Linked DNA regions of Mus musculus: regions 2 and 3 are each linked to region 1. Evidence: chromatin contacts called from public promoter capture Hi-C data. All regions are on one chromosome and are shown on one strand. The core of a region is the stretch at or near the end of the contact, and the rest is flanking DNA. Distances in the headings are between cores, read along the strand shown. Region 1 holds the start of Panct2 (pluripotency-associated noncoding transcript 2). Region 2 holds the start of Pdcd1 (programmed cell death 1). Region 3 holds the start of Neu4 (sialidase 4).

The links. Promoter capture Hi-C pulls out the DNA fragments that hold promoters and counts their contacts.
Region 2: a promoter capture Hi-C map of hippocampal neurons shows a contact between it and region 1, with 25 times the contacts expected there. The contact joins the promoter of Pdcd1 here to the promoter of Panct2 in region 1. A contact is called at or near these places in 3 of 39 promoter capture datasets (cranial neural crest, hippocampal neurons and pre-B cells).
Region 3: a contact with region 1 is called in a promoter capture Hi-C map of hippocampal neurons, with 17 times the contacts expected there. The contact joins the promoter of Neu4 here to the promoter of Panct2 in region 1. A contact is called at or near these places in 2 of 39 promoter capture datasets (hippocampal neurons and pre-B cells).

What each region holds. Positions count from the first base shown.
Region 1 is chr1:96,869,431-96,873,263 of GRCm38.p6, forward strand. Panct2 (pluripotency-associated noncoding transcript 2) reads left to right here and starts at 1,696. Exons shown (of 4, transcript NR_131964.1): 1 at 1,696-1,826; 2 at 2,760-2,960; 3 at 3,055-3,238. It overlaps Slco4c1 (solute carrier organic anion transporter family, member 4C1), which reads right to left and starts at 2,741. Exons shown (of 13, transcript NM_172658.3): 1 at 2,337-2,741. The coding sequence starts at 2,679.
Region 2 is chr1:94,050,071-94,053,848 of GRCm38.p6, forward strand. Pdcd1 (programmed cell death 1) reads right to left here and starts at 2,483. Exons shown (of 5, transcript NM_008798.2): 1 at 2,345-2,483. The coding sequence starts at 2,420.
Region 3 is chr1:94,018,648-94,022,707 of GRCm38.p6, forward strand. Neu4 (sialidase 4) reads left to right here and starts at 1,846. Exons shown (of 4, transcript NM_173772.3): 1 at 1,846-1,969; 2 at 3,711-3,943; 3 at 4,046-4,060. The coding sequence starts at 3,743.

The DNA of each region.
Region 1 (3,833 bases), core at 446-2,945:
GTCTGTACTTTTGCTTTATCAAGACTGTGACTGAGCCAGGCGTGGTGGCGCATGCCTTTAATCCCAGCACTTGGGAGGCAGAGGCAGGCAAATTTCTGAGTTTGAGGCCAGCCTGGTCTACAGAGTAAGTTCCAGGACAGCCAGGGCTACACAGAGAAACCTGTCTCAAAAACAAACAAACAAACAAACAAACAAAAACAAAACAAACAAAACAAAACAAAACAAAAACAAAAACAAAAAACAAAAAAAGACTGTGACTGAAAATATACTTTAACAAAATTGATATCATACCTTTCAAGGTCCTAAAATCGTGTTTGTCTGTGGCTCCTTTTAGAGACTATAAACCAGTGAGCAATTTGAAGATTGTAAAATGAAATGTGCAAAGCACCTAAAAACGACTTTCACAAAGACATAGTTACCTGATAACATGAAACATTTCTCACCCAAACGCCAAAGGTCAACCTTCCAATATACCTACTATAACTCTAATTAAAAATTAGTCACACTAGGCCTGATGATGCATGCCTTTAATCCCAGGATGTGGGGTCTCTGTGAGTTAGAGGCCAGTCCGGCCTACAAAATGAGTTCCAGGATATCCAGACTACACAGAAAAAAACTTTTACAAATAAGTAAATAAATAAAGTGAAAATGAAATAAAAATAAATAATAAATAGTCACAGATATCACTACTTTTACAGTAGACCTTCATTTTGCAAATATCTATAAGAAGATACACAATACACATCCAGCTACTGAAACCTCAATTTGGGCATAAACTAATATATTGGGGTATTTTCTTCTCAGGTTATTTTTCTTAAACTAGAGTAAATGATGCTTTAAACTGAAGTAGACACAATTTTCCCTCTGAGAGTACCAATTCTTTTCAATAATAGTTTAAAACAATAGTTTATGTTGAATATAAAATCTCTTGGAGTAACAGACATCGCAGAATAAAATCTAAGGTAAAACACAAGGTATATTTTATTTTTTAATTCTATACAGCTCTAGCAACTATCCTCTACTATCATTACTTTGGGATTAACTACAACCAAGATCAACTAGAATGAAACCATGTTGCAATAAGGAAAGGAATTCAACTACAGCAAAAACCTTCAGGAAAAGGAGCTGAACCCTACTTAGGGTCAACAAATATTTACCTAGCACCCAGAGGGTGAAGAAAGAAAAGAAGAAGAGGAACTGGGTGTCTTGAAGTAGGGGAAACAGAAATAAAATAAGAACAGGAGATGAGAGACTTCAATTTAGTTTTCTATTAATTTAGCAGAGAAACATTTCCAGTAACCCTCCACTGACTCTTGGGTTTCATTCCTTTCAACCTATCCTTGACTATTACAAAAAGTTTGGGATTATACCAAAAATGTCTGCATACCAAATTCAACTTAAATTTCATCAGGTCCTTCAAACTGTTCCACTTTTAGCCCATCCCTCCTCAGATAGTCTTCTTAGAAGAACTTCCCCTTCATTCTATCCCTTGAGTTGAAAGCAAACCCAGCAACTTCAACTTCTTCCTTTCTGCTTCCTTTTCAAAAAACACCTCCCTCGCTCCCTCCACCACACTCAAGGAACCTCCGTTTAGATTGTAAACTCCAGGGGGGATAAATCTTGGCTTAATCTGCTAGTCCCAAGGGAGTTTAAAAGGGCTCCTAGAACAAACAGACACTCGATAACTCCTGAGACTGAAGAGCTGATTAAGGTTCACCCTGCACAGCTGGAAGCCTTCTCTCATTTACTCACAGGACTGCGCTTGTCCCCACATTCTCAAATATCGAGAAAATAAGATTACCTACATCTAATCTACGCTACATAATGTAAGTACTTCTATCCTCGTTCCTCCTTTTGGAAAATCAGTCCACTCCTATTTGCAAAGCCTTTAATCCTCCCTCTGTAAAAACAAACAAATAAACAAATCCCTTCCCTAGATCTCAGTTAGATAGTAGGGTTTTAAAACACAGACTATGACTTATCGTTTTCCCAAAGGAGGATTCTCAGAACCTTCCCTAGAGGAATCCACTCTGCTAAAATGAGGCAGAACACAAAATTAGTAAAAATGCTAAGGGGGAGGGGGGAGGTGTGTTAAAATATGGACCACTCAGAATGTGGCGAACACCCGCAGGCAAGAGCGAACACCCGCAGGCAAGAGCGTCTTCAAGTTCCAAACCCAGGCATGGGGAAGTGGGGGTGGGGGGTTACCTAGAGCAGAGTCAAAGACCCGAACAGTTGGTGGGTTCCCCTGCACCTGCCTCTTTCTCTCCCCAAGCTTGACCCCACCCAACCATCAGCTCAGCCAAAGACCCCCAGAAGCTGGCGCTGGACTTTACCTTGCGTTAGGGCTAAGAGACAGTAGTGAAGCAAAAAGCCTTGGGGGGTGTTGCAGCGCTGGAGACACTGGGGGTGAAAGCCCCTCCACCCGCAAGGTCCCTCCTCAAGCTCGCTTAGCTGTGACCCCGGCGGCTCATCAGAAGCTGGGGGATTCGAAGAAGGCGGGGATGGCTCAGTTGACTTCTGAGGCTCCTCAGATTCCCGAGGCTGCGAACCCCCATTCTGATTCCTGGAGGCCACAGCAGAGACCTCCACCTGGGAGGGCGAAGCAGACGCACGGCGTGGGGTGCCTGGGCTGGAAGGGACGAAAGCCGGGTTCTCTATTCCTTTGGAGCCCTGCATGGTCAAGAAAGGTTCTCTAGACTCCTGTGTGAGTACGATCGGCAAAGGCTGGTTTCTTTTCTGGCTCCGCCCCTGGGCAGGTGACAGCGCCCTAAGGCCGGACTAGTCTCCGCCTCCCGGCCCTCCCCATCTGTCACTGCACGGTCACCGCAGCTACCCGGACACTCCCGGACCTCCGGGACCTAGGCACCTCGAGGTGTCAGCGCTGCTCTGCTCTACACCGGTCGCCCCAAGCGACAACCACAATGCTCTGTGTGGGAGTGAGACCCGGCCTCCGCCAGGTGAGAGAACAGGGCGACACTATCTCGTATGCGAGGGCGCCACTTTCAGGGATCTCAGCACAGCGGTTTTTTGTTTTTTGTTTTTCATTCTGAGCCCAGGGACCAGGAAGTGGCAGAGACTGTGGGAGTCAGTGGGCCAGCGTTCCCCCTGGGTAGGCGTATGAAAACTGCAAACACCGTTGCATCAGGAGACCTTTCAGGAAGACCTGCCTTTGCTTTTTCCTCTGCTGCTAATTTGAAGCAAGAGTCCTCTGCTCCCAGAATCAGGCTGCACTCAGGTATACTGCTTTGAATTCCATGAAAACAATAATAGTACTTTTACCTGCCAACCTTCCTAGAAACAAATCTTTCCTCATCAGCTACATTCACAAGGCAACATAGCCTTCCTTTTAGTTTTAGTTTCTCCAAACTGAAGGAATGACAAAACTTTGAAAACACATCCATGGCATTCTCTGGTGAAAGTGATGAACATTATGTAAAAAATGTGCAATATGAAACAAGAAAACTGATTGAAAACATTGATACAATTTTATGATTGACACTCATTCCAGTCTCTTTATTTACTAAGTCACTGATCATCAGGATGTATTTATTTCCCGTATGCTAAACACTGTTGGGAGTCTGGAAGAGTCTACTCACCAGGACAAGCTGGCAAATACCTCAAACACTGTGCTGCTCACAGCCCAATAGGAAGCAATCCCTAAGAATGCATACACAGAGTACTCTATAAGAATACCATAAATTCTCTCTTATAAAATCTTTTTTTTGGGGGGGGGGATTGTAAATTTTGTACTTAGTGAGTTGAGTGATTGCGATGTAAGCCACATATATGACTTTGAGGAGTCAAAAAGTAGTCTGGATTGCCACTGGACC
Region 2 (3,778 bases), core at 1,233-3,732, 2.8 Mb before region 1:
ATATATATATATATATATATATATACACACACACACACACACACACACACACACACAGGTGTGTATACACATATATGTACATGATATATATTTTTCAAAGGTATAAATTACAAAAAAGCAAATCTGACTTTAAGAAATGTGTCTGAGGATATGTTTGGCAGTTTTGACAGATGGTCTGAGTAAATCTCATGGCCAAGGCAATACTTGTTTCCACCAAGTTATAGGCTAGAAAAATACCTCAGCAGTTATGAGCTCTGGCTGATCTTCCAGAGGACCCAGATTCAATTTCCAGCACCCACACGGCACCTCACAACCATATATTTATTACTCTAGTTCCAGGGAAGCCAATGCTTTTTTGTGGCCTCTACAGACATCAGACACACACATGATGCACATACACACAGGCCATACACCATAAGGTACAAAACAAAACAAAACAATCAAGCCCCCCAACAACAAAAGAACAAAAGGAAAAAATGTGAATGAGAAAATGCTAAAGAGACTGACTGGTATATTTGGAATGGAACCCCTAAGCTCAGGGAAAAATCACAGAAGAGTGTGTGATCAGGCTGTAAGAGCCAGAGGTCCAGCACACATGTTGATAGTGTTCCTTAGACACAACTGGGAAAAATGTACCCATAAACTCTGAATCAGGGCTGTCTGAACATTAGACAAGCCCAAGATCACCATGCTCACCAATGGTTTTATGGACTAACTTTTTTTTTTTTTTTTTTTTTCTTCCTATAAGGCAGCCCAGACTGGTCTTGAACTTTGATGGGCACGATCCACTATGGCTGTCTTTAGTCTGAGTATGAGATGATCCATTTCTGAGCCTGAATTTTGCTCATCTTAGACACTAGACAGCCGCTGTTGAGGTTGGGAGACTTTTAAAACAGTCAGCATGAGAGGGACTGTCTGTGGGACTAACAGAGAGAAAGAAGGGCGGCCAATCAGGAGGGAAGAAATGCACTAGACTAAAGGTCCACGGCTGCCAAATGGCACTGGCCTGTGAGGTGTCCCACGTTGAGCTATTCAGGTCGTGAAGGAGGCATGCCACTTTGAGACATTTGTCAGAGACAATCTACAGTAGGCCTGCATAAATACATCTGTATCTCCATATTGTCTCATCAAAGCTTCATTTGCGGACATGCCCAGTGTGCCAGGTCACCAGAGTGAGTCATAGTCCCCTTTCTGTCTCAGTTGCTTCTCTCCAATGACACATAATCCTTCCGACTTTGCTCCGTGGGTTTCCTGACAAGGTTTCCCCAAGGGACATCTTTCACCCTAGGGCCTCAGACCATCTACCATGTTCAGGTCTGTTTCCTCCATCCAGTCTTGACAGCAAACCATGGGCTATCTTAAGAGGGTACGTGGAGGGAAAATGTCCCTGGCTTCCCAACCAGCCTTAGCCTGCAACCCAGGAGAGGGCCTGTGGTGGTAAGCACCCAGCACCCAGCTCCCAGTCCCATCCTGTTTTCACGGTAGTGAAGAGGCTGGGGTGAAGGTGACTGGGACGTCATATGAGCAAAGGAACATCATTGCAGGTCAAAGATGTTAAGGCAGCACAAGAGTATAAGCTTGTCTAGGCCACAATTCCATGCGCCGCAGGTGTAGCTCTGACCTAGGAGTTTGTTGACATCCAGGAGAAACAAAGTTCCCTCTGGTCCCAGGACCAGGTTCTCAGTGAAGGTTGGCTCAGTCCAGAGGGTGGGCAGGGGCCAAGGGGTACAGGGTAGTGAGGAGTAAGGAGTACAGGGAGCTGTGTTTTCACTGTGAGGAATTTGAGCAGGATTCCTGGACCTCTCCGTTTCACACACCCCCCACCCCCAGGATGCTATGAGGCCAGGGATATGAACTCGGGAGTCCCCCAGAAATGCTAGCACGGGAAGCTTGTCCATGAGGGTAGACAGCTGATTATACTCTTGGATCTTCAGTCATCTATACAGTGTGTAGGGCAGGCTCCATGTAGGGATGTCCCCAACCATAGAAAAACATAGAGAAAGGCCAAGGATACCAGGGCCTGCCAGAATCCTGAAGCAGTGGCTGAGGTCAGAGCTCTGTTCAGACCTACCATCGCTTCACAGAGAGGGACACAGAAGATCAACTGACGTTAGATAAATGTTCTGTCTGTCTAAAAGCAAGGAGGGGGTGGATTTTGAGCCCCAGGGGGCATTTCACCTGTAAAACCCACCTAAAGCCAATCTGTGTAACCAGGAGCCAATCCGTGTAACCAGGGACACAGGTGTTCCTCCCCTCCAGTAATAGGAACCGAGGGTGAACGTTTCTTCAAGCCCTGCCCCAGCCACCAACCCCAATTGATCCCACATCCCTAGGAGCCACATACCTAGAAGCCACCCTGATTGCCAGCTCAACTGCAGCACAGCCCAAGTGAATGACCAGGGTACCTGCCGGACCCACATGCCCAGAGCCCCTGGCAGTGTCGCCTTCAGTAGCAGTCTCCTCTTCCTCCTCCCCGCTGCTCAGGCAGAGTTGTCTGTAGCGGAAAGGAAACTGTCCCAGGTCATGTTGGAGGGAGGAGACCTGTTCTTGGCTCCCGCCCCCTCTTCCTCCACCTCCACAAGGGTGGGAGAACAGGCAACTAGAGGTGGGGGAGGGGCATGGAAGGGGGAGGGGAGTGGGAGGGAACGATGCCTGGGAGGAGCAGGTAAGGGACTAGTGAGAGATTGGGGAGCAGAGAGGGGGGGTTCTCTCTGACTAGCTGTCCTTGCCTCTTGTCCTGCTATGGGGTCCTCTCCATTTCTAGCCCCTCTTGTGGGTAGGTTTGGTCTTTTCCATTCCTGGTACCCCGATCGAGCCTTAGCTCCCAGGGCTGAGAGAGACTGAAACTAGGGCCAGACTCTTGTCCCTTTGGAGGGTGGGTGTCGAGGCCTGGCTTTGGTACCTATGGCCGCAGCGAGGGCAAGCTGGACCCTCCCCTACCTTGTCTGCCATGCGTGGCCTTGAATGCCCTGAGCTATGCCTTAGTCCTTTACTACTGAGGAGCAAGAGCCCAGCTATCCCACATGCTCCCGTTTGATGGGTCAGAGGAGGCCTCGAAGGGCTATAGTGAACATTTCCTAGGACCCGAGACGATGCCTTTCCTCTCCAGACACCCCTGTAGGTTCAGAAAGACCCTGGGCCTGGTCTTGCTTTCTCTTAAGGCTTTTCTTCCTTTCAAGATGCTGGATCTGCTGCCCGGATCTCACTGTTTTCTCTGCTTCTATAGTTGTCTTAGGTTTGCTAGCTCTGCTGCCCTGCATCTTTCTCTTCCCCTGAGAAAAACCTAACACCAGGCTGGGGTAGACTCAATTTCTAGGTCTTTCCCAGTCAACTTTCCTCAGTCCCTAGGAGGTGGAGGCCCACCTCACCTCCTGCTTGTCTCTCTGGGATTAGGTGGGGTGGGCCGACTTGTGTGCATGCATAGTACCTGGCTGGCTAGTCATTTCTGGGGCATTCTGATGATTTAATCATTCTGCTCTCTGTGTTTCGCCACAGTGAATGGGAAAAAAAGGGAAAACGAAACTGCTAATATTAGCAATGAGATGTGTGGGTCTCACCACCCTAAAATAGGCAGCCCGCCTGGAAACCATCTGGCAACTGCCTCAGCCACCCAGGTTCAGAGGCACTAGCTTGGTGGGGAAGGAAACATTACTTTGAACAGCACAGAAATGGAAAAAGAGTGTGAGGCACAGACTGGCCGCCTCCAGTCTCAGCATGGGGCCTGTGGGCAGAAGCTAGGGGGATCCCCTCCCCACGCCTGGCTGTTACAGAGCCTCCT
Region 3 (4,060 bases), core at 596-3,095, 2.9 Mb before region 1:
TTTGGGTGTCAGCCCTACTAAGCACAGCTTGAGTGCACCCTTGTACTGTTTCTTTAAGCCTAGACAACCTCACCAAGATCAATTTGAGATTTTAACTGCTTAACACTATGGGAGGGAAAAAAAATCAAACCAATGTCTAACTTAAAATTGACAATGAGACCTAGAGAGAGAGCTCAGCCATTAAGCACATACTGCTCTTGTAGAGGATCAGGGTTAGGTTCCAGTACCTACATGAGGTGGCTCACACAGCCTATAACTCCACCACCAGGTGATCCAATGCTTTCTTCTGGCTTCTATAGGCATCCACAGGAGCATGCATGCAAGTCCTCTCTCCTCTCTCTCTCTCTCTCTCTCTCTCTCTCTCTCTCTCACACACACAGAGAGAGAAATAAATCTTTTAAAAACCTGACAAGTTATAAAAATAAGTGAAAGATTTTTACACATATACTCTTAAAATCCATCTTTGTATATGATTATGTATGCGTTGTCTCATGTGTATATGCCCACATACAGACATACTCATATGCATAATTAGACTAAATCTTAAAAAAATAACCTCAGTTGGAAATGATTTACCTCCAGCTATTCTCAATAATGCATTCATTCTTGGCCAGTTTTGTTATTTTCTTTCCTGAAATGAAGGGTGGCCCTGCTTCCAGAGCCAATTTCTCAGTGAGCTTACGCTGCACATCACAATTTGCCAATATAATACACATCAAAAGGAGCATTCTTAGAGTCTCTTCATTATTGTCATGTTACTGGGAAAACTGGGATGCCTTCATTGACCTCTTAGTTTCATTAAAAAGAATTTATAAAATTCTTTCTCATCAATTCATTAGTTAGATTAATTTAATTTAATTAAAAATTCATGGGGCTGGAGAAATGGCTTAGTGGTTAAGAGCACTGGCTGCTCTTCCAGAGATTCTGAGTTCAGTTCCCAGCAACCAAAAGGTAGCTCACAACCATCTGTAATGGGATCTGATGCTCTTTTCTGGTGTGTCTGAAGACAGTGGCTGTGTACTCACATAAAATAAATAAATCTTTAAAAAAATTCACAAAAGAACTTAACAATGGACTCAGGGAATTTCTAAGACAATTTTATTAGAGTTTAAGAGAAAAACCCCTGATCTCTGATGGTTTCTAACTGGCCAAGGACCCGAAGAAGGGAATCTGACTTCCCTGGTATGAAGCTGACAAGTTCAAACATGGCGTGGTCTGTAAGGGTGTGAGGCAAAGGCCTGGCCTGGCTTTGGTGTTCTAGGGCAATAGGTTGCCCAGGTCAAGCTGTACTATTTCTGCCAGAGCTGAAAAGCTTCAATTTTCTCTCGGTGATCCTTCACCTAAGGAAGACTTCACTTGGGATGGCATGAGTCTGTGCAGAAACACCGTACTCCTGGACAATCCCTGTCCCTGGTACTTCCTGAATGGGCCATTTGGGCAGTGGTATGGGGGAGGTCCTGCTCTTTGATGGAGGTCTCTATGGAAACCCAGAGCAATCTCAGAAAAGGATGCCTTTAATGTTTGACAGCCCTGTCCCCTTCATAGCTCTCAGTTTACCCTATGTACAATGGGTATCTGGGGCTTCTTTGGGTCCTGCTCTGTTTCCAGGCTGGGGAGTGGGATCAGGCTCCCAGCAGGCTGAATTCACAGTTCTTGTGGTCCTAGACTTTGGGAAACCATCCAAATAGACAGAGAATGTCTCTCTTGTGCCTGTTCGGTCTGAGCGGACGCGTGGCTCTCCGCACCTGCTTCTACTTGGGTACAATCACCCTTTGAGTGCAGAGCTGGGGTCTTCTAGGAGACAGGAGGCTTCTCAGAAGCCCCAGAGCTATTAGTGGTTGAACAGGACAGTGTGCATCACGGAGCTTGTGGCCCAGACTGTGCCTGGCAGACCCAGAGGACCTAAGGCTTGGCTCTAGTGGTGGTCAGCACAGCCCTCGGTGGTCTGCGGAGCCTGATATTGCTTTACGTGAGTGACTGTCTTCTACTTGTCTATCTTGTGTTCCAATCTGTGAGGTCATACTAAGTTCCTACTGAGACTTAATCTTTGTCCAGGTGCTATGCTAAGATGCCTCCTCTTGGTGTTCTGAGCTAGTTTCTTCTGTGTGGCTCTTGGTAGGCTGGTCAGGAGTGGCTGGTGTGGGCTGTGTGTCTGGCTATGTCCTGGCCTGGGGAGCCTGACCATGAGCTGTTTGGCTGGTGGTGGTCTGGCCTAGATGGCAGTGGGCTCTAACTGTTCATGTCCTGCAGGTAAAGCAGACGCTGCTCTTTTTCCCCATCAGCTATATACACTCACTTTCTGGTCTGCCATGGTGCCAATCAGACAGCAGTCTCTGGCAGATTCGGTTCATGCCCCCAACATACCTCTAATAGGTCGTTCTGTGTGGGAGGCTAAGTGGGGAGAAAATATTCTCTGGGACTGCCATCCTCTGGTGGCTCCAGTTCCATGTGGAAGTATTTTCTAGCTGTCACTCGGTCCAGGGACCCACCGATGGGGATGCATGGGGAAGGGGGTAGCTGTATGGACAAGAAGGGGTAAGGTGTTCATAAGCAGGTTTCTGATCGCACAGAGACTGATTGATGCCTACTTGATCCTTGGCTTGTGGGTGAGGTTAGGAAATGGCAGGGTATAGAGTAGGAGGCAGGACAGTAGATGATCATGAGGGGAGGCCTTAGTCCTTCCTTGTTCGCCGCATCCTCCCAGTTCTGGAATTCTGTCCACCAATCCTCTACCTTCTCAGCCTCACACTGACCCTGCTCTGACAGGGAGGAATCCACTTAGGGCTAAGCTAGGGCTTCTCTGCTTTTCTTGGCTTTTCTTTTTCTGCCTTTTGATCGACCCCGTCCCCTGGTAATCTCTCTGGCGCTTATGAGAACTACTTGGGGGTATGTATGCTGCAGGTAAGGGCTGTTCTGCTGTGCATCTCCTGTGTCTGAAGCTATTCGCCATGGAGACTGCTGGAGCTCCCTTCTGCTTCCATGTGGGTAGGTGCCAGGGTTCATCTGCCCCTGCTGTGTGATGTCTGGTCTCACATACCACAGGTGTTGACACTGAATACTTCTCCCTAACTTTTTTTTTGGTCTGATTTTGTCCAGAACTCTTGTTGGGTGAGTTCCATGAAGATGAGTGTCCAGGACACACCAGCTGGCAGGGCATGGTTTCTCTGCCCAGCTCCCCAGCACTAGCTAGCCGAGCAAAGGAGAAGCTTAGAAAGGAGGGAGGGGCCAGATTCATAGACATTTGGGGTACAGTGGTAGTGAGGGGCCTGGGGATGGGTTGTGAGAAATCTGGGCTGAGGCAGATAGAAAGCGCCATTAAGATGATCAGGTGACCCTGTGATCCATCCAATAGCTGAGGTGGAACAACAATATGAACTAACCAGAACCCCCCGGAACTCATGTCTCTAGCTGCATATGTATCAGAAGATGACCTAGTCGGCCATCACTGGGAAGAGAGGCCCATTGGTCTTGCAAACTTTATATGCCTCAGTACAGGGGTGGGGGTGGGGGAACGCCAGGGCCCAAGAAGTGGGAATGGGCGGGTAGGGGAATGAGGGGGGTGTAGGGTATGGGGAACTTTCGGGATAGCATTTGAAATTTGAAGTGTATATAAAGAAAATATCTAATAAAAAATAATTTTAAAAAGATGATCAGGTGGGCATGGGTCGTGCCTGTGGCCATGTAAACTTGTGAAGCCTCCTCCCCAACAGACTCCCTGGTACCTTGCTCCTACTGGAAGGTTATGGGGCCCACGCGTGTTCCCAGGAGAACGGTGCTCTTCCAGAGGGAAAGGACGGGCCTGACCTACCGTGTGCCTGCGTTACTCTGTGTGCCTCCCAGGCCTACTCTGCTGGCCTTCGCGGAACAGCGACTTAGCCCTGATGACTCCCATGCCCACCGCCTGGTGCTACGGAGGGGCACGCTGACCAGGGGCTCAGTGCGGGTGAGTGTTAGGTGCAGAGGAAACTGAGCCCAGCTCTATAGATCTCCCTGGAGACTGAGGCCAGGCTCCAGAAGTCTCAACCATCTGCTTCTCTTCCCTCAGTGGGGCACTCTGAGT